Linked DNA regions of Mus musculus: all the other regions are linked to region 2. Evidence: chromatin contacts called from public HiChIP or PLAC-seq and promoter capture Hi-C data. All regions are on one chromosome and are shown on one strand. Each heading gives the region's core, a stretch centred on a gene start, on an enhancer-like site or on the middle of the called end of the contact. The rest is flanking DNA. Distances are from core to core; before and after follow the strand shown. Region 1 holds the start of Rimklb (ribosomal modification protein rimK-like family member B). Region 2 holds the start of Atn1 (atrophin 1). Region 3 holds the start of D6Wsu163e (DNA segment, Chr 6, Wayne State University 163, expressed). Region 4 holds the start of Slc2a3 (solute carrier family 2 (facilitated glucose transporter), member 3).

Region 1 (6,053 bases), core at 2,132-4,631, 2.3 Mb before region 2:
AAACTCTAAAGACTTATGAGTCACATCTGTTTTACCCTGCTGCTCTCCCGAATGGGGGACAGAAAGCATAGTACATAGTAGACTGGTAAGATTAAGAGCTGGCTACGGAATTAAGGTGCTAGAGCGGTCAGCAGTGTAGAGCAAAGTTTGGATAGATCCCAGTGCTCATGCAGGAAGTGGCTCAGAACCACCTGTAACTCCAGCTCCAGTTCTGACACCCTCTTTGGGTCTGAGAGCACCCACACTTGCTACACCCCACACCCCATAAGACAGAGAGAACTGAGAAGAAATGTTTTGAGCTAGCTGTGCCAAATACCAGACAAATGTGTGTCACAGAAAATTCCAATGTAACCTAACCATCTTTGATGGTTATTCTTGTCAATTTGGATTTCGAATCACCTTGGAAATGCATCTCAGTGTGTCTGTGAGGATGTTTCCAAAAAGGTTCACCTGGAGAGGGAACTACCCTGAATACAACATCATGAGTGAATGTTCTATGGATCTCCATCTGAATCAGGACAAAGTAAGCTACCAGCATTCATCTCATGCTGCTTCCTGACTCCCCCCTTCGCCCCCATCCCAACACACACTGTCCCCTTACCTCCACACCATGAGGGACTGTATCCCCTAGGGCAGTGGTTCTCAACCTATCGGTTGTGATCACTTCAGGAGTCGCAACGGCTATTTCCATTGCAGTAAAACTACCGCAGTTTTGAAGTAGCAATGAAATGATTTTATGGTTGGGGGTCACCACAACATGAGGAACTGTGTTAACGGGTTCCAGTATTGGGAAGGTTGAGGACCACTGCCCTAGAACTATAAGCCAAATTAAACCCTTCCCTTAACTTGCTTCACGGCAGGTATTTGGCCACCTTAACATTAGTAGTTCAACTGCCAATGTACATTCTTTATTTTCCTTAATGAAGGGGTCCCCATAGTGAGTTTGGAGCCAGGGTTGTCTAGTGACAGCCTGATGTCACTATCCATTGTCACCTCTCTGATCCCGAGATTGTTTTAACAGTCAAACTTGGAAGAACACAAAACTTTAGTAAAACGGATAGGCACTTGCGAGGTTCCACACACTACAGCCTCAGGGGGGATAGGGGTAGATTGTAGCTTTTGTGTCTAAGGCAATTTGGAGAAGGGGAAAGGAAATACTGGAAAACATTAAAAACACCAGCCTGGCATTTGTTACTATGATGTCGGAAAGTCCTTTCTACAAACCTAAACTGCACAAATACACAGCACATGGCTCTAAAATACACATGTACAGATATTTTTGGAGGCTCCATACTCTTTAACAATCTTAATATGACAAGCAAGAAAATGCCAAGTGAAGACAGTTTCTCTACTTAACCTTACTCAGCTTCTCTTGGAACAACTGTATGTCAGCACAGCTAACGGTTTTTCCCTCACATTTCAAAATAACGTAATGACTATAATTTTTTCAGCTTTTAATGTTTATGACTTGGATTACAGAATACTGTGAACTCACCTGCCAGAAGTTTCTCTAGGAATCCATAGTATTAAAGTGCTCACAGCGACTCACAATAAAACCCGTCCTCTCACTCTTCACATAAAATCGTAGTCCTTCCTCCACCCACTTTTCTCCCAGGTTACGATGCTATGCCCTGAATAAAGTGACTCCTGCTTCTTTCTCTGAGTGAAGAACCTATTCCTTGCCTTCGGTCCCTCCTGCCTCAATCTTCAGGGCCCAGCAGTTCAATGGCCAAAGAGGAAATGGGGGGTAAGGGGGAGAGATAACTTTGTCATTCTAACCCCCCATGCAACTACTGAAGTGTATATTCAACAGGGGCTCAATTTTTTTTTCTCCATAAAACTTGTCCAGTATAAACTAACAGAAGCCAGATGGTAGCTGGTGGGCATCGGGCAACAGGCTAAATGTAGGTTAGGCACCGAGCTCTTTATGAGATGTAAAAAGAAAGAGGACCCAGGCGGTTCTTGACTGGGTTGACTGGGTGACTGTCTAGCTCGTAGCTTTTTTTTTTGTCAGAATCGGACAAAACACTCCCCAACACATGGACTCTAGTACCTTAAGGAGCTACCAGAAAACGGAGATGAAAATAGTTTGACAAACTAAGAAGCAATGACACGAGGGACTAGAAGAGACCTACTATAAAAGACTAACAATGGTTTGGGTTACAACTGACTGAAATGTCCTTGTTTTCTTCCAAGTATCTTTAAATATATATTATCAACTGTTTTAAAACAGAAGAAATAACCTCCAACGTACCCGTTATGAAGGAGAAGAGACTTAAATGGCACTTAAATCTTTGGGATTTTGGTTAATGATTTAAGAATGTCTAGGAAAAAAAAAAGCCAAACAACGAAAAACTCTCCATATTCAACTGATATACTTTCCACATAGATTTGGAATTTAACCCAACTTCAGGCATTGGGAAAACTGCAGGCAATTGTTGGGAAAATAGCACTGAAAATTCACATTCAAGGTATATACAGGTTGGTTAGTAAAAAACCTCATTGATTTAACACTCCGTCTCTATTCATGAATTACAGGGATTACAAACCTGGGATGAGAAACAATAAATTAATAGGACTTAAGTTGTTCTCTATCCGGATGTGGGGGATCTACTCTAGTCAAACATTCAATTTGGTAACCTTCTTCCTTCTTGTTCCAAAGGTTGTTAAAGAAAAAGAAAATAGAAACAGCCGATCGCTACTCTAAATTGTACTCCTTGGGATGGACGTAGTAACATCAGGGTGAGGCTCGTAGCATCCTCCTGCCTCGGTCACGTCAAATTCTTCAGAGGAAACAAGGACAGTGGCGACAACCACACCCCTGAGGACAGCCGAGCAGCCGGCAGGTTTTACTCTAAGCAGCATTCCCAAGCTTACCACACCCCCTCGGCGACACGGGCAACCAGCCTAATTTCCACGCCGCGACCGCCGCCTCACGCCCCCTCCCGCAGGCAGCCGACTCTCAGCTTCCGCCGACTGTGGTACCCAGCGACCACCGGCCTCCGGCGCCCGCCCCCGCGCAGCGCCGCGCCGCGCCGAGTCCGCTCCCGCCGCCGCCGCCGCCGCCGAGCTCGGCTCCGGGTCGCCGGCCGAAGCCTCAGGCTCGAGGGCGCGCCCCCGGCCCACGCCCCCGCCGCCGCCGCCGCCCCGGGCGGCCCGCTGCTCACCTGGCCGCCGGCTCCTCCCTCGCCTGCCCGGCCGGCCGCCGCCTAGGAGCAAGCGCGGGCCGCGGGAAGTCCGCTGAGGAGGGGGAGGGGGCGGGATGCCGGGAGCCGCCTCCTTTCTCCTCGCCGCCGGCTCCCGCAGCCAGGCCGCGCGTCCTCACCCACTCGCCCACTTTCTCACGGCCTCGCGGTCGGCCGGCCTCTCCCTCCCTCCCCCCTCCCCCCGACGCCCGCACTCCCGTTCCTACACACTCGCTCACACCCGGCCGCCGCTCGCTCCCTCCCTCACTCGCCTGTCGCTCGACCGCGCGCGCGCGCGACCCCGCTCTCTCTCTCTCACACACACGCACTCACACACACACACTCACACACAGCGCACGACGCCGGCGAGGCCGCCCCGCGTCCCCCAGACCGAGGCGCCGCGCGCCCCCCGCCCGAGCCGAGGACCCGCGCGGCCCCGCCCCCGAGCGCCGCACTCGCGGGCGGGGGGCGGCGGCGGGCGGGGGGCGGGGCGGCGAGCGCGCTCGGCCGACTCCTGACACCTGCGAGGAGACCGCCCCGCCGCCGGAGGGGTAGCCGCGGGGCGCGCGCTCGCGAAGGGGAGGCACGCGGGCGCTCCAAGGACGCGCGCCTCGCCGCTCCACCCCCACCCCCCAAACCGTCCTCTCGGAGCCTGGAAAACGGGTAGGGGGCGAGGTTTGTTCCGCTCGGCACCGCGAGAGTAGGCCCTGCCGTTGTGCGCCCTCCCGCCCCGCGCAGCCCCTCCTTGGGCTGCGGCCGTGAGCGCTTTGATGCCCGCCGACCCCTCCGAGCCTCCGGCCGCGAGGTCTGGCCAGGGTACTCGCGCTGCCCGCTAAGGGGGCCAGCCACCCTCCCTCCCTAGCGTCCTGCCTCACCAGAAGGCAGAGATTTGGGGACAAAGATGATGGTAACTGTAATAGTCCGGATCTGCGATCGCACCGAAGACAATACCTCTGTATGGAAAGGCGCGTTAACTGCAGCCTCAGGCGAGCTTGGTACACTAAGGGAGGCTGAGGCAGGAGGATCACAGGCAGGCGATCCGATGCCTCAAAAATAAGCGATATGATAAATACTATGGGTTGGGCAGGTTCAAAGATAGACAAGGAAGCTAGAGCCAGCTTGGCGAGTTGATGTCAGAATAAACATCATATATTTTAGGAGCATTTCCTACATCCTGAAACCTAACAAATCGTCCAAAGAAGAGGCGAAACATTTGACCACAGTCCACTACTTAAGTCCCTTCTCTACACCATGAGTGAAGCCTTTACAATGAAAATGCATTCCTAAATAACTTCAGACATCAGATATGAGCTACAATTCAAACATGTTGTACCCCGTGTCAAGTCATAGCTACTGATTTCAGATCCCGAAGACCAGCAGCGCAGGTGGTTTTCTGTGGGTCACCACCCTTTCACAGAGGTCACCTAAGACCATGGAAAACAGATATTTGCATTACGATTCATAACCGTAGCAAAATTACAGTTAGGAATTAACAGTTGGGGGGGGGGTCATCATAATATCAGGAACTGTATTAAAGCATTAGGAAGGTTGAGAACCACTGGTCTAGAGGGTGGGTGAAATAATTGCTCGAAGGATAAGGCACCTGTACACCTCTGCCAAGCCAGAAGACCACTTCCCACAAGTGTGTTCTAGCTCTACCTCTGTCTCCCCACGTGTGAATACAGAGATTGTATAAATTTTAAGAGCTATACAACAACCTAGGATTGGATGACTGTTCCTGTTACCTCTGTGGTCTTCTGAAGAAAATTCGCCTCCCTAGTGACGCTAAAAGGGAGTTGCCTGCTGTATTAGGGTTCTCTAGAGTTAGAGAATTTATGAACGTCTCTCTATATTGAATTTATTGTGATGACTTACAGTCTGTAGTCCCGACAATGGCCAGCTGTGAATGGCAGTCTAGTTAAGAGTTGCTTGGTCCCACGAGGCTAGTTGTTTAAGCTGGTCTCCTGTAGAAGAAGATTCCAACAGACGTGTTGGCAAGAAAAGTGAATCTTCCTTCTTCCAAAGTCCTTATGTAGACCTCCAGCAGAAGGTGTGGCCCACCCAGATTAAGGTGTACACCACCAGGCCTGGATCTGGGACTTGCTTTGTCCCGGGCTGATCTCCTTGCCTCAATCTCTTGGGATTAAAGGTGTGTACTACCTTGCCTAAACCTGAGTTTTTCCTGGCTACTTTACCTCAGGATCTCCATGTCAAGATCCAGATCAGAAACCTGTGTCTTCCAGCCTCAAGATCTGGATCATGCCGGGCGGTGGCGGCACACGCCTTTGATCCCAGCACTTGGGAGGCAGAGGCAGGTGGATTTCTGAGTTCGAGGCCAAGCCTGGTCTACAGAGTGAGTTCCAGGACAGCCAGGGCTACACAGAGAAACCCTGTCTTGGGGAAAAAAAAATCTGGATCACAGGTGTGCCCCCCAATTCTGGATTGTAGTTCATTCCAGCTAGAGTCAAGTTGACGACCAGGAATAGCCAGCACACCTACTTTATTTAGAATTGTCATAAGGAGCTAGTAAGCACAGCAGTTCCTCAATATCCATGGTAACTGGAGCTAGGACTCTTAGGGATATTCAAGTTACATATATGAAATGGTAGGTAGTGCTTGCATAGAACCTACACACTTCCTAAACCATCTCCAGGCAATGCCATCCTGAATTCAACAAATATACAAACGGACAAAACACCTGAACATGTTTCCAGTTGTTTTTAATCTACAGTTGGTGAAGTCCAAAGAAGTCACTGACACGAAGCACCTGCTGATTATGAGTGGCTATGCTATTCTTTGTTATATCATTGAGAGCAACCTAAGCTAACCTTTGTGAAGAGGGTTTGAAGAGGAGCCAACGTGAAGTAT
Region 2 (5,620 bases), core at 1,415-3,914:
CTCTGTCTAACACTTAGAAGCACCTACCATGTACAACAACACACATTTGCCCTCATCACCTTATGGCAAAAAGAAAGCAAGGAAGACCAAAACTTGGAAGGCAGGGAAATAAGAAATCAGAAAAGAGTCCATGGGTAGGCAGAGGGAAGAAAACTAAGAGAAGTGGGTGTGGGTCAGAGGTGAGATTCCGAGAAGGCCTGGGTTAGATCCCCAGCACCTTATAAAACAGGGTGTGGTCCAGGCCTGCAATCTCAGGACTGCAAATAGAGGGAAACTCAAGGTCATTTCCTTAGGCAGTGAGTTCAAGGACAGTTTTGGCTAAAAGCCCATCTCAAAAACAACAAACAGAGATTACTACTAAAACCAATGACCTGAGTTGGACCATGGAACCCACATGGTAGAAGAGAACCAACTCAAGTCACGCTCTGACCTGCACATGTGCACTGTAGCACACACACAAAATAAATACATACGTATAATTAAATTTTTAAAAAGTAAGGAGCAAATATGACAGGAATGTCAGAAAATGACCATGTCACAGACTTCCTGGGAAGAGCTTACAAGATGTATTCCAGGATCACCAACCACCCCAAATCCATTCTAGACCTGCCACATTAACAATCAGGTGAAAATGACCAAGACATCCATAAAGCACAGAGGAGCAGATAATGCAGCCTGGTTAGAACCCAGGTCTGTTGCAGGAACTAGAGGCCATCTCATCACACCAAGAAGGTGAAGCGCAAAGACAAGAGAAGTGACTTGCCCAAGGTCACAGAGGGACATCGGTCTCCCAGCCCCCATTCCAGAGCATCCTGCTCTGCTCTAACCTCTCTCATAGCCATCGCCCCTGGGCCACCCTCACCCAGACAGGCATGGAGAGCTACGCTACATTTGTAGGTTCAGAAAAAAAGGCCAAAGATCAGTTGAATGAAAGGGTCACCCTGAGAACTGACAAAGAAGGAAGAGAGACCCAAAGAGGAATTCAAGGAGATAAAGTAGTTTAAAGAGTCAACCATTTATAAGACAATAAGAGTGGTAGAGGCCGACAGAAATTGCCCGCGGTGATGTAACTTGGTTGTTTTTTTTTTATTTTGTTTTTGGTTCTGGAGCTCAAACCCAGGGCCTATTGTATGCATGCTAGGAAATAACACTGCTACTGAGCTACCCCCAGCCCAAGACAATATAGTTTGAACAACAACATTTTCATCTTCGCACCATACCCAGGTAGAGGCTTGCAGGAATGACCTGCAAGCAACAGGGTTACTTGTTCCAATAGACTTCTGGAGGAGAAGGGATGCCTCCTTAGGAAACCCTACTTGGGGCAACACCAGAAACATCTCCCGGAGACCCACCAAGGACAAAGCTACAGGCTGAGAGAGGCCCAATCTACATACTGAATCCCCACCTATTGGACTTCCCACTGTCTCACTACCATGGCAACAAAATGGATAAAAAAAAAAAGTGCCCCCCAAGAGACCATCCCAGGGGTCCATCTGGCAGCCACTATTACCACCTTAGTTGCCAGAGCAACTCCAACCTTTCAGGAAAGGGAGCTTTAGGGTAACCTACCCCAGGCACAAAGAGATCTCTGAGATCAAGGCAGTAAGGAAGTCCTCCTATGGGACAGCCAATGCTCTGGGGGTGAGGGTGGAGGTCACAATTCCTTGGAATGCCTATATGATTGCCCAATCTTCTCTTCTTTCCCATCCTCCCAACCTTCCCAATTCTCCCTTCAGTATCCCTGCCTTTCTTATTCGTGTTAGGAGGACTCACACTACCAAGACTCAGTGCCCCCCCTTCACGAAGTAACTAGGTCTGGGATTAGGAAAACGGGGTCAGAGGTGACCAGGATTGGGGGAAAGAAAACTGAGTCACAAAAGATATGGCCTTCCCATTTCCACCCCAAAAAACGTCGGTCTTCTCAAAGCTGGGCCTCTCCCGGTTCATCTCCATTCCCCCCAGGTTCAATCCCCCGTCTCGGCAGCTACAACCCTCATTTTACCACCTACCACACCCCTTTCCCTGTTCCCAAGACCCGCAACCTGGAAACCCGGTGCTGGGCCTGTGGGGTTACTGGAGCCTTCACGCCCCACCTCGCTGCCATCTCTCCGATCCGTCCTGCCTTCTCCGCGAACCACCCGCACAGCATCCCCCGGTTTACCTCCGCCAAGTCTCCACCTCGGCGTTCCTCCCCTTTAGGCTCTGGTCCTGGCGACGCTCGGCCCCGTCAGCCCTCCTCCCAAAACCCTCCTCCCCCCACCTCCCGAGCTCGCGACTCCCAGGCCCGCGTCCCTCCTCCGGGCGGCCCCACCCCCTGAGTCCCCAGCCTCGGGCCCGGTCGTGCCCGCAATGAGGGAACGCGACCGGGAAAATAACAAATGGAGGCGGCGGCGGGAGGGGGGACCGGGAGGGGTGGGGGCGGGGAGCCGCGGGCCGGAACGGGGCGGCCCGGGCCGGCGGCAGCGGACCTTACCTGCGAGCAGCTCGGGACGGCTGGCTGGCTGCGAGTGCGGTCGGGCTCCGGCGCCTCCCGGGGACGGCGGCGGCCACTCCCCGCCCCTCCTTACAGCGCGGCTTCAGTCGCTGCCGCGGCGGCGGCGGCGGCGGCCCCGGCCCCCCCGGAGGGCGGCCCCCATGCCCGGCTCCCCGCGCAGCCCCGATCGGCTTCTCGCGCTCCTCGCCCGCCCTCCCGCCCGGAACGCGCCGCCCGCGCCCGCCCCCGCCGCACCGCCCGCCTCCGCCCGCACTCGCGGTCCCGGCGAGGCCCGCGACCCCCGACCCTCCCGCCGCTGGTGCCGCGCGCCCCTAGCCCGCCCCGAGGCCTGCCACCCCGAAACGCGTCCTGGCCCGAGGCCCCGGTCGGGCGCGGGGCTGCGGGCGGACGGACAGGCTGGGCGGCGCGTCCGGCGACTCGCACAGGAAAGCGGACGGCGGAGGGAGGGCGCTCGGGAGAGGGGGATGGGAGCAGGGAGGAAGAGGGAGAAGGAGGGAGCGCGGAGGAACGGAGGAGAGAGAGGGGCCCGGAGGAGACGCGAGGGAGGGAGCGCGCGGCAGTCGGGGGGCGGAGGATCGGGGAAGGGGAGGCGCCGGGCGAGTTGGCCGAAGCCGGCCGGGGCGCAGAGAGAGAGGGCCTCGCTGCGCAGAGCGTGGGGAGCTCGCGGGCCCCGCGCGGGAGAGGGCTGGGTGGGAGGGGCTGTGGACTGCGAAGGCAGACCTGGGGAGGCTGGAGAAGTTTGGGGACAAGAGGGGCTGTGGCAGGGGTGAAGTAGGTGGAGTTTGGGGAATTATGAAGTAGAGATTTGGATAATGGGACTGTATTGGAAAGATGGAGAGGAAGGGCCAGAAGTAGAGGCTGGAGGGGTTTAGGAGCTATTTTGGAGAGCCTACGATGGAAGTTTGTGGACCTGGGCGGGAAAGGATGAAGACGTACTAGGAGAATGGTGTTTCTGGAAGAGATAAGCGTTTAAGGCAGTGATTGGTGTTGAGAAGAATGCAAACCACAAGAATTTGGGAATGATGAAGGAAAGCTGGAGGCAAGTCCGGAGATCCCTCTGTGGGAGAGAAGGCATGAGAAGTCTCAGAAGAGGGGTGGAGGGCAGAGGATGCCTATTCTAGAGGGAGACTGGGGTGGGCTGGGTTGGTAAACATGAATGTGGGGACTTCCAATCGAACTAAGAACTATTTCCTTTGGCAAATAAAGTGGAGGAGAATGAATTAGAGAGGTCTGGAAGGAAACACAAGATAAATAGGGCTTTTGTGGCAACGTGGTGGGAGGGCCAGTGATGGGAAAAGAGAGGAGCTAGAGACGGAGGGAGAACCCTGGAGGAGTGACAGACTGGGGTCCAGGCCCTAGTGTGGAAGAGGTAACTAAGAGGTGGCACTTCACTTTTGGGCCCTTCATTTTCTCGAGGTTCCTGAACTAGACCTTCTCAAGTCTGAAGTCATTACTAGTAGCATCTTTGGTCATGGTCACAGAAGGGATGAAGTGGGGGATTAGGTGGAAAGGACCTACATACATTTTAGGGTGCCCAGGTTCCCCATAACAATTGTAATATGGAAGTAGTCCCCAGCACAGACTACAGCATGCTCCTCCCAACTCTTCTCCAGTCAGCGTGCCAGCCATGCCCAACCTACAGCCATGAAGTCAGCACCCCCATCACTCCAGTGGTGCCTTCTTCTGGGCTCCTTCTCTGGCCCCAAACCAGCAGCAACATCTCTCAGGACAAAGGACACTAGAGACAGGGTGATTTTTGGCAGCTGAAATTGGGAAGGCTAGAGAAAGGGAGGGAGGCAGGCTGGGAGCCCGGAAGAGCTGGAGCTGGAGTCTGGATTGGGAGCCCTTAGTAGTTCACCAGATTTGGAGGTGGGGGTAGAGAGCTTGTAGGGGGCCAGCCTAGCTCAGACCTAGTGGGTGGAGTGGGGGACACTGAGTGGGCAAACTGCCTTTGTGGAAGGGAGGAGAACGGCTAGCCTAGTAGCCACCCAGTAGGTCTTACACCACCATTCCTTAGGCCAGATTCAGCCAAGCTCTTGAACTTACCCAAAAGCTCTACACAGATTCCAAAGCACTAGGGAGACCAAGCAAGAATGCTTGGCTCCTCTAGGAACAAATATCCCATCACCCCACTGTGAAGTCCCTTGCCTCTGCAGGGCCTCACTTTACCCCCATACCCATTTGCTTGTCCCCTTCCAGGGCCTCCCAGAGACCAGGTCCTCTCCTGTGTACCCTTCACGTCTTTTTCTCTGTGCTCTAAGATAGACCTAGTTCCTTCCCTGTACCAACTAATTTTGCTCTGAGACTCCTCCTCCCTCCCCCCTCTCCCCATAGCATTTCCTCTCTTTCCTTTAGTTTCCCACTAGGCCTGGCCTAGGACCTTTCCAATCCTTTCCAGACTCAACCTCTACCCTTGTTTAGCCGCTAAGGCAACAGCCAAGATGGTAACTTATCTAAGCCTAAAAGAAAAATGTAGGCCTAGGGAAGGACAAGGCATGGAACTAGGAAAAGAAGCCAGCACTACACCTTCCAGTTCCTCTGGTACCCAAGACCAGGCTCACAGCTCAGCTGCTGGGAGCATTAAATATACACCCCACCCCTATCCTTCACCCCAGCTCCCTCTCTGGCCCCAGCCCCCTACAATCACCTGGTCTCCAGGCAATGGCACAAAAGGAAAGTAGAGAGGGGCCTTGGAGGCCCAAGCAGAGCTAGCTGTAACCCAATCCAACCTGGTACCAGAAGGGGGCTGGGAATGTTGTCAGAAAAAGGCACCTAGCTAGGATGGAGGAAAGAAAAGACAAGGGTTAGGAATGGTGGCTACAGCCACAATAGCCCTGACCAAAGCCTAGGAGTTTCTGAGAGAGCAGCCCCAGAGAAGTGTAGCGAGCCCCCGGGGCCATATAGGGGTGCTGGAAGGGGGAAAAAAAACGAGGAGCTTACATAGGAATTCAAGGGCACAGGGAAGGAGAGGGAGCAAGAAGTTCTTTGAACTGAAAATAGCTGGGGGATACAAGAAGATGGGTGGGGAGATGTGGCTCCTGGCTTCACCAGTGCAAGTTTCTGTTAGCCCTAAAGGGAGAAGGAAGTCTGAGGGAGCCTGGGACCAGAACTTGGGAGGATCCGCGG
Region 3 (5,853 bases), core at 666-3,165, 2.2 Mb after region 2:
ACGTAGCTCAGTCCATAGAGACAGTCAACCTTGATTCTTTGTTTTCTCTCCTCTATAACCACTTGTCAGAAGTACCTAAACTTGAGCTGGAGAGATGGCTCAGTGGTTAAGAGCACTGACCACTCTTCTAAAGGTCCTGAGTTCAATTCCCAGCAACCACATGGTGGCTCACAACCATCTGATGCCCCCTTCTGGTGTATCTGGGAACAGCTACAGTGTACTCATATAAATAAATCTTAAAACAAAACAAAAAAAACCCTAAACTTACTTGCTCCATCTCCACACCACACACACACACACACACACAGTGCCAAAGTCACACACAACTGATAGCATCTCAATTCCCCCCTCCCCCCTGCTTTCGCTCTGGCCACTCCAGTCCCCCTCAGAGCCAACCAACAGCCGGTGGCCTTTATAAAAGTGAAATGAGAATATCTCAGGCCCTCCACCACTGAAACTACAGATTTCCCATTTGTCTCAAATAAAATTCAAACTCCTAAGACCTACAAGCTGCTTTAGATAGATTTAGATAGATTACAACTGCTTTGTAATCTATCTGACTCAGTCCTCAATCCATCCACATGCTTGTTCATCCCACACCTTCAATCTGCTTCTCAAACATGGTGAACCTTGGGCTTTGGCTCCTATTTCATGTGAATGCCCCTTACATTTTACCTAGGTAACGCGTTCATATGATTTAAAGTAAGGCTTTTCTCCTTCCTCCTATGTTACATTGTGGTGTTTATTTTGTTACTCCCCCTTATCTCTCCCCACCCCTCTTCCAATAGAGTGTAGCCTCCAGCTCTTAGTACAATACAGGCCTAGGAGAATTCACTAAGTTTATTGTTGTTTGGTTTTGCAGGACTGGGGTTTGAAGCTGGGGGCCTCTCATCTGCTAGGCAATCACTGGACCACTGGGCCATAGTCTCAGCTATATTCAGTCATTCTACTAAATGGATGGCCAGCCTGGCATCCCGGTTGTGATCACAGAGAGATTCCAACAGTCTAAAGGAAAGCAGATAGGAACTGGGGGTCATGTGACAGGGCACCACGGCTTGAGCTGGAAGTTAAATGGGCCTCTCTGCCTAGGGATTTGAGGGAATAGGCACACCTGCTTTTTCTGTATCGCTCAACGTATGACAGCCACTTAACGCGGTCGCTCGCTGTCGCGTTAAGCGCGACTCAAATGCTAGCCTACCAGGTCCCTCTGGAGTGGGGTGACTCAGGGGCGACAGCTGCAGAAGGAGGCCGAGGGGCGGCAAGCGAGATGCCAGGCGGGCTCCTCTGAGCAGCGGGTGGCTCTCACCGGAGACTGGCGACGAGCACCCACCCAATCGCGCTGCCCTCTGTCGGATCTCGTCCTCTCCCGCAACCATGCATGACAGTGGCCCCCATCGTCCCCGTCCTTCCTCTCTGCCCCGCGGGACGTCACCAACCACTCACCTGATAGGACGCACCATGGTGCCCTGCCTAGAGCAGCAGTGCTCTGGAGCTGGGGAGCAGCTGTGGCGGTTTCAATTCCCGCCGAAAACCAGACGTCGCGCTCCACGCCCCGCTGCGCCAGCCCGCCAATCACCGCTCGCCTGCCTGAGGCGGCGCCTGCGTGCTGAAGAGAGGGCGCCTGCGCACACACACCGTGGCCCGGGCACGCCATCCTGGATCCTGTCTGCTCAGACTTAGCTTTTGTTTTGATACTGCACTTTCGTCACAATTGCGATTTGGTACCGAGTCTAAAATACAATATAAAAATAGCGACACGCCTCCAATATTTAGAATGACTAACTTAAAAATAACTGGAACAAAGGGGGTCTTGGATAGGCGTTTTCCTTGGCGCTTGAGGAAAGAGAAACATGAGTTCCGAATCTGCCAAAGTGGATCTATTGGAGGTTAAAAAAAAAAAAGCAAGAAGTCAGCTGACTTATTTGGGCAGTTCTGCGTTGACAGCTCCAAGTGTGCTTTGGTGTCTGATGAGAGAGGTGAGTTCGAGCCCACAGCGAAGAAGCCCCTTCAGTGTGGAGGACCCAATGACGGTATCTGGTACAGACTTAAAGAACAGAAGGAGTCTTCTAAGGGCCATCTAAAGTGCTGGAGTGCAGCTTGCCATTGCCAGTTCAGTGTTTGTGGTCAACTAGGCTTGTCGTTTTGCATGTTGCTCTGACAGGGTGTAGGCACACCCAGAGAATTCGGAGACGTAAACTGGATTACGATGAATTGTATCCTGAGAGCAACAGACCACAGGAACAAAGAGTAACATGAAAACGTGTGTTTTTATTGGTTTTGTTCTGTTTCATGTTACAATGTATTCTAATTACTGTCTCACCTTATGTCGCACCTGTCCCTACTAACTTGCCCATCCCTCTAATCTCTGCATTTCCACCAGTCCCCTTTCTAGATTCATGTCGTTGGGTTTTTTTTGTTTTGGTTTGGTTTTGTTTGTTTTTGTGACCCTATATCTTAATTAGACCAGACTATTGAATTGCGACTACTCATTGGAGCCTGGTGGGGGCACCCGTGGGCACACAACTGAAAAATAACTTCCCTTTTCCTGAATCTGCCCATAGAAAACAGTTCCTTAATGACACATGGGTCATTCTGAGTCGTCTTCTCTCTTCCCTCTGCTGCTGCTGAGGCTAATCTTATGCAGACCTCTGACACTGCAGTGAGTTTACTGCTGTAATGGCAGCGTCTTGTCAGAAGGTGGCATTTTGTCTTCCTCTCTATGATCTGGTTCCTCTATTTTTCCACTTCCTATTCTGCAGTGTTCCTTGAACCTTCACAGAGGTGGTATAAATGCCTTGTTTAGGGCCGAGTCCCCATCCATCACATGTTCTCACCTTGTGGCACCTGGAGTCTGTACATTCATTATAGTTCACTGGAAAGAGACAATTCTCTGATTAAGTCTGGGAGTAGCACTTGTCGTGGGTATAGACATGGTGGTTTGACAGTGTCCATTTAACTGAACAACAGTATTTATGTTCCCCCCCAGGGCCCATCATCTTCCCTGCTATGGGTTTCCAACAGGAATCATAGTGCCAGGCAGGGGTATGCTCCTATAGAGCTGACCTCAAATCCAGTCAGAGCAAATTGGATACCCTCATAATGGTACCCTAGTGCCCAGATGAGCATGTCTTGCCTGGCAGGTTAGTAGAGTTCATAGAGTCCACAGCTGGGTTGGACCAGTAATGAAATTTCTCTTATAGCAGCCTCCTTAGTATCTTCAAGGACCATAAAAGATAGCCAGCAAAGAGGAAGCTTCCAGCAGAGTTCCAGCTTGGCTTTTTTATATCATCAATTGAGCTGTGCAGTGTCTTTAACAACAGAGTTTATCATCTAGTTTTTATGGACGACCAAGAACAATGACAACAATCTCTACTGTCCTGGGAGTTCATATATATATATATATATATATATATATATATATATATATATATAAATGCATACATATATATGTACATATATGTGTGTATACATAGACTGATGGCTAGCTCTTTAAGGGACCTCGACTCCTACTGTCTTTACTGCATTTTCTTTTCTCTGAGTAGTGTTCAGTGTGCCTTGGGCAGCATCCTGTGTGGTCTGTTCTGTGCCCGTGCTTCCTACTTGGAGATCTTTCTTGTGTTCCCATATCCTTTTTCTGATACATCTCCTGACCTTCAACATCAAACATCTTCAAGCTACCACTGGGTCTCCGTTGTGTTTGGCCACTTGTATGAGTTCCGTAAGCTAGCTGTACACTTACAGACCCCCAACCCGTCCCTCCTCCAGCATTTCCTCTTGCCCCCCCCCCACTCTGTACCTTCCCTTGTATTAACTACTTGTTATTCTTCCCTAGGAGTAAAAGTACTTCTTGAGCATATTGTTTGCTCTGAAATTAACTTTAAAATAACTTTTCATTTTAAAAAAAAAGGAAGAAGCAGCATTTGGTTTTTGTCACGAAGATGAATGTGCAGGAATAAGCAGGAAACACTATAATAGACTGGTTGTGGTGGTGCACACCTTTAATATCAGCACTTAGGGTGGGGTGTGCTGAGACAGGAGAATCAAATGTCTGACATCATCCTAGGATACGTAGTCCTAAGTCACCCCAAGATGCACAGTGAGACATCCTCTCTAATAAAATGGAAGGAAAATGAAGACTGGAGTCGTTGGTTCAGCATCGCATGGGGGCGGGGTGGGGTGGGGTACAGTCTCTGAGGGATGGGCTGTGTTTTAGAGGTGTCCTGTGGCCGTTTGACTCATGGTTCTTTGGCTCATCCTACAGAAACCCTGCTGAAGAATATGAAGAAAAACCGAGAAAGGTTCTGCAACAAGGAAAGGGAATTTGTGTACAAGTTCCAGGTAGGACGTGAGCGCTTAGAGCTGAGAGTGCCCCTCAGGTTTCCTGTGGAGGAGAATGCCAGTCATCTGCATGGACGTCTGATGCTGCTGCACAGCTTGCCTTGCTTCATAGAGAGTGGTGAGGACGGACCTCCTTTTGTTTCTCCATAGTCTCTATTGTTAGATGTTTCTTGGTAGAGCACAGATTTTTGAACTTGGGATGTGACCCATGAGTCTGCACAACTGAGTGAGTGTCGGGCTCATGATGAACATGTCAACCTGAAGAGGTTTTCAGCACAAGTGACCAAATGTTAATTCAAAGCCAGCAGTATGGTGGATTGAAGGAGCTCAAAGCTTGCTTTGCACCGCCCATGCCACTGAGCTGCCCACTGCCAGTGAGTGCTGCCCACTGCCAGTGAGTGCTGCCCACTGCCAGTGAGTGCTGCCCACTGCCACGGAGCTGCCTACTGCCAGTGAGTGCTGCCCACTGCCAGTGAGTGCTGCTGAAGCCTCCTGGAGCAGACTCAGACTGCTGTTTGCACTGCGTTTACTGTCTGGCATGGCTTTCTGTTCTTGTAGAAATGATGGTTTCCACTCCTCCTTCCTCAACACTGAAGCTTCAAATTCCTGTATCTTCAGATTGTATTGTGTTGGAATGTTTTTGAGTTTAAACATTTTTTTATTGCATTTATTTATTGTGGAGGCAGAGCCTATGTGTGTATATAAAAATTTGCTTAACAAATTTTGACATGAAATTAAGACAGAATTGCTAGCAATTTCTAAAAAGGCCTTAAATACGTGTTTTGGCATCTTATACTATGTATTTATGGAAAATAGTATTCTTGACATTGGCAATTATAAAATCAAAATGAAAAAGTTAAGTGTACTTTCAGTATTAAGTATTCAGCCAAGATTTAATTACTTGTATTAAAATGATCAAGCATATTCATTTCATTAGTACTCATCTTTTATTTTGTGTGCCTGGGTTGAGGGGGTATGTGCATGTGTGACTCTATGAGGTGTATCTATCTTTGGGGAGTGTATGTCTGTGGGGTGTGTGAATGTGTGTGTGTGTGTGTGTGTCAGGGGAGGTTATATGTGGGCATGTGAGTGTGGAGGGTTCATGTGTGGGCTTGTGAGTGTGTGTGTGGGGTTATGTGTGGGCGTGTGTTGGGGGGTGGTAGGGACCAAAAGTTGATGTCAGGTCTTCCTTGGTTGTCCGCCTTTCTGTTCTTTAGAGTAATGGTCTTTCACTGAAGCCAGAGCTCACCAATCCAGCAAGACTTGGTGGTTAGTGAGCTCCGGGGATCTCCTCAGCCCAGGCATGATAGGCACACACTGCTAACCCCTGTATCTTACATCGGTCCTCAGGATTGAAGTCATATTTACACGACAAGCCCTGTGCTCACTGAGCCTCCCCCAGCCTTTTAGTCTTTAATAATTGGATTTATATACACCAAGGTATCATAAGTTTCCTCATGATTTTTAAACAGTGAGTGTTTGATTCTGTATACATATTACCGATTTTACATACCT
Region 4 (5,438 bases), core at 2,072-4,571, 2.0 Mb before region 2:
TCCAAAAATTTCAGAAACAAAAATAACTTCTGGCTGGATGTCATGGCACCCAGGAAGCAGAGGCAGGCGGCTGGACCTCCGAGTTTGATAGAGGCCAGCCTGGTCTACACAGTTAGCCAGTGACTGCCTTGGGGGTGGGGTGGGAGGGAGAAGCAACCTTTGTCCTTAAAAGAAGTTTAAGGAACTCCGTTGCTGACCTCACTCTAGCAAAATTAAACCAGCCTGGGAGCTAAAATGGGAACTTCCGAGAGCAAGGTCTCACATCGCAGCTCTCTAGGCAGGTGGACTAGCTTTCCCCAAGGATAACCCAACACGTTCCCACACAGCATTATCCCCCTGACCCGATGTGCTCTGCTGTCTTTCGGGTAACCAGTGCAGGCAGACTCCTGGCCCAGTGTCTGCTCAGTACCTGCCAAAGCGGTTGACAAAGAGTCCAACAGAAAAAGAGCCAATCATGCCACCAACAGAGAAGATGGCCACACATAAGGACCAGAGGGCAGTCAGCAGTCCCTCACTTGGTAGGTCTTCTAACCGCTCTTCCAAAGTGTAGTTAAGAAAGTCCTTTAGGATCTGCACGAAAAAATGCACAGTGTGAGGACAGACCATTAAATCTCGATGAGAGTAGTAGGCAAATCCTAGGGTGGCTTCCTTAGAGGCCAGGATCAGGAGGGAGGAAAGGCACGTGCTTTGAAAAGGGCATCACCCTAAACGTCCAGTAGGTGGCAGCACAGATGTTCAAAGGGGCACCCCACCCAGTCACGACTTCCCACGTTCTTAGGAATCCCTAAAGAATAATATAGGAAAAGGATCACAACTCGGTGAGGGGGCAGAGCCTGAGGAGCAAAGAGCTTGCCTTAGCTTCTTCCACAGTGTGCTAGCCCTCCCCCACCTTAGCCAGGCATCTTAAAGTCCCAGTCCTACTTAAAACTCAGTTTGCAATCCCTTTTCATTTCGGCACACTCACTGTCTCAGGTGCATTGATGACTCCAGTGTTGTAGCCAAACTGGAAAGAGCCGATCGTGGCAACAGTCACGGCGAACACCAGAGATGGGGTCACCTGGAGAGCAAGCAGACAAGGGGAAATGCTTACACACTTTGACCAGTGACATTCTTTCCCTTCCCAAGGATGCCTGCTTGGAGTCCATCTTAAGGCATTTCTCCTGCCTTTGCTTAGAATGCCAGGATTTCAGGCGCATTTGGAGAGAAAGACCTAAAAAGGAATTTAAGTCAATTCTCTTGGCCTCATCTACATAGCTAGTACCAGGCCAGCCAGGCTACACAGTGAGACCCTGTCTCAAAAAACAAAAACAAAAAAAAAAAAAAACCGAAAAGCAAAAACAAGACCATTTCACCAGCCGGACTAGGGTGGTGAACAACTGTAATCCTAGAACCCTAGGATCCTGAGTTCAAAGTCCGCCTGAACTAAATTTCTCAAAAAGAAAAGGCAACCAAAAACGTCACCAGATAGACACAGGTATCTGACTGCCCTAGGGAACGGTGAATGCAGGGTTGTGGAATACTATCGGTGAGTTCATGGCTAGTCCAGGCTTACAGTGAGATCTTGTCTCAAAACATAAAACATAACAGACCCAAACCCCTCAAAGCATAGAGGGCAGAACCAGACTCCATGTGGGTCCACCACGCCTCACAGACTGTAGAGGCCAGAACAGGAGCAGGAAGGAGCAGCCACACCAGCATGGTAGATGGCAGGTGACCCCCTTCTCCCCCCGCACCACCCCCCCCCCGACCCCCAAGCACCGGAACTAACCGTGTGAATTCCTTTTTCTCCTCTCCCACCACCTGTTTCTCTCTCATCTCCTCTTCCTCTCTTTGAGAGGAGGTCCCACGCTCTGTACTCCAAGCTAACCTCAAGTCAGCTCCTCACTTCTCCTGCTTCAGCCTCTCAGGTTTGGAGTCACAGGTGCGAGGTGCTATGCTCAGATTTTTATTTTTCTTATCTCTAGACTACCCAACCCACCAGCAACATCCTGGGCCCTCTTGAGAGTCTTCCTGTTCTCTAAATATGGTACCATTCTCCGCCCAGCTGGCCAGAGCCTCTGCTCATTTTAAACACATTATTAGGAGCCATTTTTAGCAAGGGGGGATCAGGCAGACATCTCCTCACCTTGCTGGGAAATCACTCAAGCAGGCAGGGACATCTCAAAACTGGAGTCTGAGGCCGACCTATTTGGCCTGCTACAACCTCTTCACCTGTCCTTAAGTTCCTCTTAAGGTCACTCCCGGTGGCAGGCTGGGAGCGTCTAGCAGCGAGCTGACCTTCCCGGCAGCCTCCCAGTCTCTCGGTGGTTAAGTGCTGTCCCTTCCAGGCGAAGGCCCTTTCCTTGTTGTAAAACCCTCTTTACAGACATCCCCTCTTTTATCCTGATTTTTTTTTCACGGTCTCTTAATTTACTTAATTTCCAAGTTAATCTTCGTGGAAATGCCCTTTTCCTTACAAATACTGCCTTCCTCCCTCCGCCCACACTAACTCCGATACATCCTGCACTCACAACCATAGTAAGGACAACTGGACTTCCCTCCCCACAGTACCGGGAACCCAAGGACCGATAGCGGGATGCTGAACAGCAAACCCAAGCCAACCCCACGTCCTCTCAAGGTCTAAGCCTTTCCCAAGCCTTCCAGCTGGCTCCGAGACCCCCGCGGCCAAGTCCTACCCTCTTCGCTCTCATCACAGCTACCTCAAACACACCCGAGAGGCAAACAGCTTCTGAGGTGACTTTCACGTGCTAAGAAGGTGTCCGAGAGGATCCTCGTCAGGTAGGAGATGCCTAGAACGCTAACACTAGTATCGAATTGCTTGCTGGAGCTGATAAGAAAAGGCCTCCGTCCGGATGGCTCGGTGACTTAGGAGAAACCGGAGCACGGCGATCCGCACCACGACCTACCTCCGTGAGGACCCCAAACAAGCAAATAAAAACAACCAGCTCTTACCTTCGTTGTCCCCATGGTCCCAACCTAGTTCTCAAGTCTTAAGGTAGATCTAGAGGTATCCAGCCAATGTTCTCGGCAGCAAGTGTTCCTCGGGTCCTACAGAAGCCGCTCTCAGAAGGCTTAAGGACTATCACCGAAAGCATCACAGCCCGAAGCCCAGCCTACCTATTTATAATCTCTGCAAGGGGTGGAGCCTTCAACCTCCCACCCCCCAATCCTTAACCTGTGACCCCAGGAATTCAGTGACCTCTTATCTGATCTTCACCGCTCCACCCCCAGCCCCTGTCCTTTGCAATCAACCACCATCACCCACCCCCTCCTGCTTTTTACCACATCCTCCTCGTGGTTCTTTTTTTTTTCCCCTCAAAGCGCTTCCAAATTCCTTCCCCTTTTCAAGAGCCGACAGCCTTTTTGTTTCACAGAAAAAAATACTAAAACAAAGTTTGGAGGGCGGGCAAATTTGAAGGCAGTCGGGATGGAATCAGTCTAAACGCAGAGTAGAGTCAGTGCTGCTTTTAGTTGAAAGTCATCCAAGGAGCAGGAAGCAGAGAATTGATAATGCGTTTTCATTATAGGCTGGGTGTACTCGCCTTGAAGGAGGGAAAGGCGAGGCAGTCCAAGAAAACGCATCCAGGTGTGAAGGCAGCCTTCTTGACTTGAGGCTCCAAGAAGGATCAAGTGAAGTACACAGCCCCAATTCCTCACCACAGCATACGCCACCCCACCCATTGTGAATTCTGCCTCTCTCAGCTCTGTTTTGAGATTAACAGCATCTAGAAACACAACAAATATCTAATTCAACTTACAGATTTTTGCTGAGTGCATAGCTCTCAAGCGGGAAGAAAAAATTAAGAGCTGGGGTGGAGGTGTCTCGCAGTGGTATAGCACTTGCCGCGGCTCTAGGTTAAACCCCCAGAACAATCAGTCTAGGGTAACTGATTCTCATATAAGAAACGTTTGCTAACATACTATTACCTAGGGATTGTGTGTCTCTCGAAAGACAAACTTGAGACAAGTACTTCACTACCACACTGAAAGAAACCTAAAAAGTTGGGTACGCGAAAGGAGAGCTTACAGAGAGGCCTGCGATGGCCTGCAGGAGGCAGGCACATTTCAGGTGAGCTCCAGAGTGAAGCAGCTGAGCACGTGATAAACGTGTGACACTGAGGCTCTAGGCTCTGACTCCCGGTGCGGGGGAGGGAAGGCGACCCCTCCCCTGAAGAGTGATTTGGTATAGGCTCGAGGAAGGAAAGGCATCTTCAGTCCCTAGCTTTCTGGGCAGAGATCTAGACTGATGGACTGAACTGAAGCAAACCTGGTCCCTTTCTCCTTAAAGGAGGGTCTTTGCCAAATCGGATGCTTGCTGAGAAAACTGAGGTGGAGTGAACCGGACCGCGCAAGAAAATCATCCCCGAGGTTGCACCCCCTTGCTCTCGTCATTTTTCTTTCCTAGAAGCACTGAGTCGGAAGCGCCGTTTAATTACCACAGCAACTGAATCTAGCAGCTAAAGAAATAGTAAAGCCCAAAGGCCAGTGCCTGCCAGTAGAAAGAGAATCCAAGCCACTTGGTGCAACATTCCATTTTCCTGTAGCCACATTAGAAATAATGAAGGTTGTCAAGATGGCTTAGCAGGTAAAGGCACTTGCTGCCAAGTCTGGAGACCTGAGTTTCATCCCCACGACCCACACATGGTGTCAGGAGAAAACCAAGTCCACAAAGTTGTCCTCTTTTTGTTGTTTTGTTTTGTTTTGTTTTGGAAACAGGGTTTCTCTGTGTGGCCCTGGCTATACTCGAACTTGCTTTGTAGACCAGGTTCCCTTCCAGCCTTCCAGGTGCTGTACAACACTTGGTGCACAGACATACACGTAGGCAAAACACCCATAATGCATAAAATATAAAGGTGTTTTTCTTTTTTTCTTTTCCTTTTCTTTTTTTCTTTAAGGCACTCGGGAGGGTGGAAGTGGGCTAGTGATCTGGGAAAGACAGATGCTCCAAAGCCTAAGATTAGCTCTGAAACAGAGAAAATTATGCTTGCAGCAATGTATGTTTTTTAAAGATTACAGCTGGAATTTAGCTGAATTCCCAAGAATCTAAAAAGTGCTAAACAAATTGAGACAAATGCTCTTCAAAGCAGAAGCTCGTCTGATGCTTAAGCCACAAGGCCTCATGCTACTGTGGGCTTAGCAGCAGAGTCCAAGACAGACAGTCCTCATCTCGAGCAACACAGACCAGCTGCTGACTAGCTGTTAGAGATTGCCTGGGGTCCTCAGTGCACTGTGGGAGTGCATGTGAAGGGTTCCCTGGGGAACTCGGTACATTGTAGGAATTCCTGTGCCGGGTTCCCTGGGGTCCTCAGTGCTCTGTGGGAGTGGTTGCCAATTGACCGAAAAGTCCAAGTCCCAGTGAGGGTGACCAACCTTGAGGGACAAAGCACTCAACAGCCTCATGGCTGAGATGCAGTAACAACACCTATCTACTACGTGTC

What was found. Promoter capture Hi-C pulls out the DNA fragments that hold promoters and counts their contacts. HiChIP or PLAC-seq counts read pairs in DNA pulled down with a chosen protein or histone mark.
Region 1: an H3K4me3 HiChIP or PLAC-seq map of embryonic forebrain shows a contact between it and region 2, with 3 times the contacts expected there. The contact joins the promoter of Rimklb here to the promoter of Atn1 in region 2. A contact is called at or near these places in 2 of 115 datasets of contacts at active chromatin or transcription factors (astrocytes and embryonic forebrain).
Region 3: a promoter capture Hi-C map of pre-B cells shows a contact between it and region 2, with 4 times the contacts expected there. The contact joins the promoter of D6Wsu163e here to the promoter of Atn1 in region 2. A contact is called at or near these places in 1 of 39 promoter capture datasets (pre-B cells) and 1 of 115 datasets of contacts at active chromatin or transcription factors (astrocytes).
Region 4: an H3K27ac HiChIP or PLAC-seq map of embryonic stem cells shows a contact between it and region 2, with 7 times the contacts expected there. The contact joins the promoter of Slc2a3 here to the promoter of Atn1 in region 2. A contact is called at or near these places in 1 of 39 promoter capture datasets (embryonic stem cells), 1 of 484 Hi-C or Micro-C datasets (embryonic stem cells), 7 of 115 datasets of contacts at active chromatin or transcription factors (embryonic stem cells, extraembryonic endoderm stem cells, pancreatic cancer cells and 2 more) and 1 of 9 other capture datasets (embryonic stem cells).

Annotation. Positions count from the first base shown.
Region 1 is chr6:122,482,924-122,488,976 of GRCm38.p6, forward strand. Rimklb (ribosomal modification protein rimK-like family member B) reads right to left here and starts at 3,382. Exons shown (of 6, transcript NM_027664.1): 1 at 3,168-3,382.
Region 2 is chr6:124,753,823-124,759,442 of GRCm38.p6, forward strand. Atn1 (atrophin 1) reads right to left here and starts at 2,665. Exons shown (of 10, transcript NM_007881.4): 1 at 2,474-2,665.
Region 3 is chr6:126,938,051-126,943,903 of GRCm38.p6, forward strand. D6Wsu163e (DNA segment, Chr 6, Wayne State University 163, expressed) reads left to right here and starts at 1,916. Exons shown (of 14, transcript NM_138594.3): 1 at 1,916-1,976; 2 at 4,262-4,456. The coding sequence starts at 4,279. It overlaps Rad51ap1 (RAD51 associated protein 1), which reads right to left and starts at 1,537. Exons shown (of 9, transcript NM_009013.4): 1 at 1,444-1,537. The coding sequence starts at 1,460.
Region 4 is chr6:122,739,424-122,744,861 of GRCm38.p6, forward strand. Slc2a3 (solute carrier family 2 (facilitated glucose transporter), member 3) reads right to left here and starts at 3,322. Exons shown (of 10, transcript NM_011401.4): 1 at 2,953-3,322; 2 at 965-1,057; 3 at 410-570. The coding sequence starts at 2,967.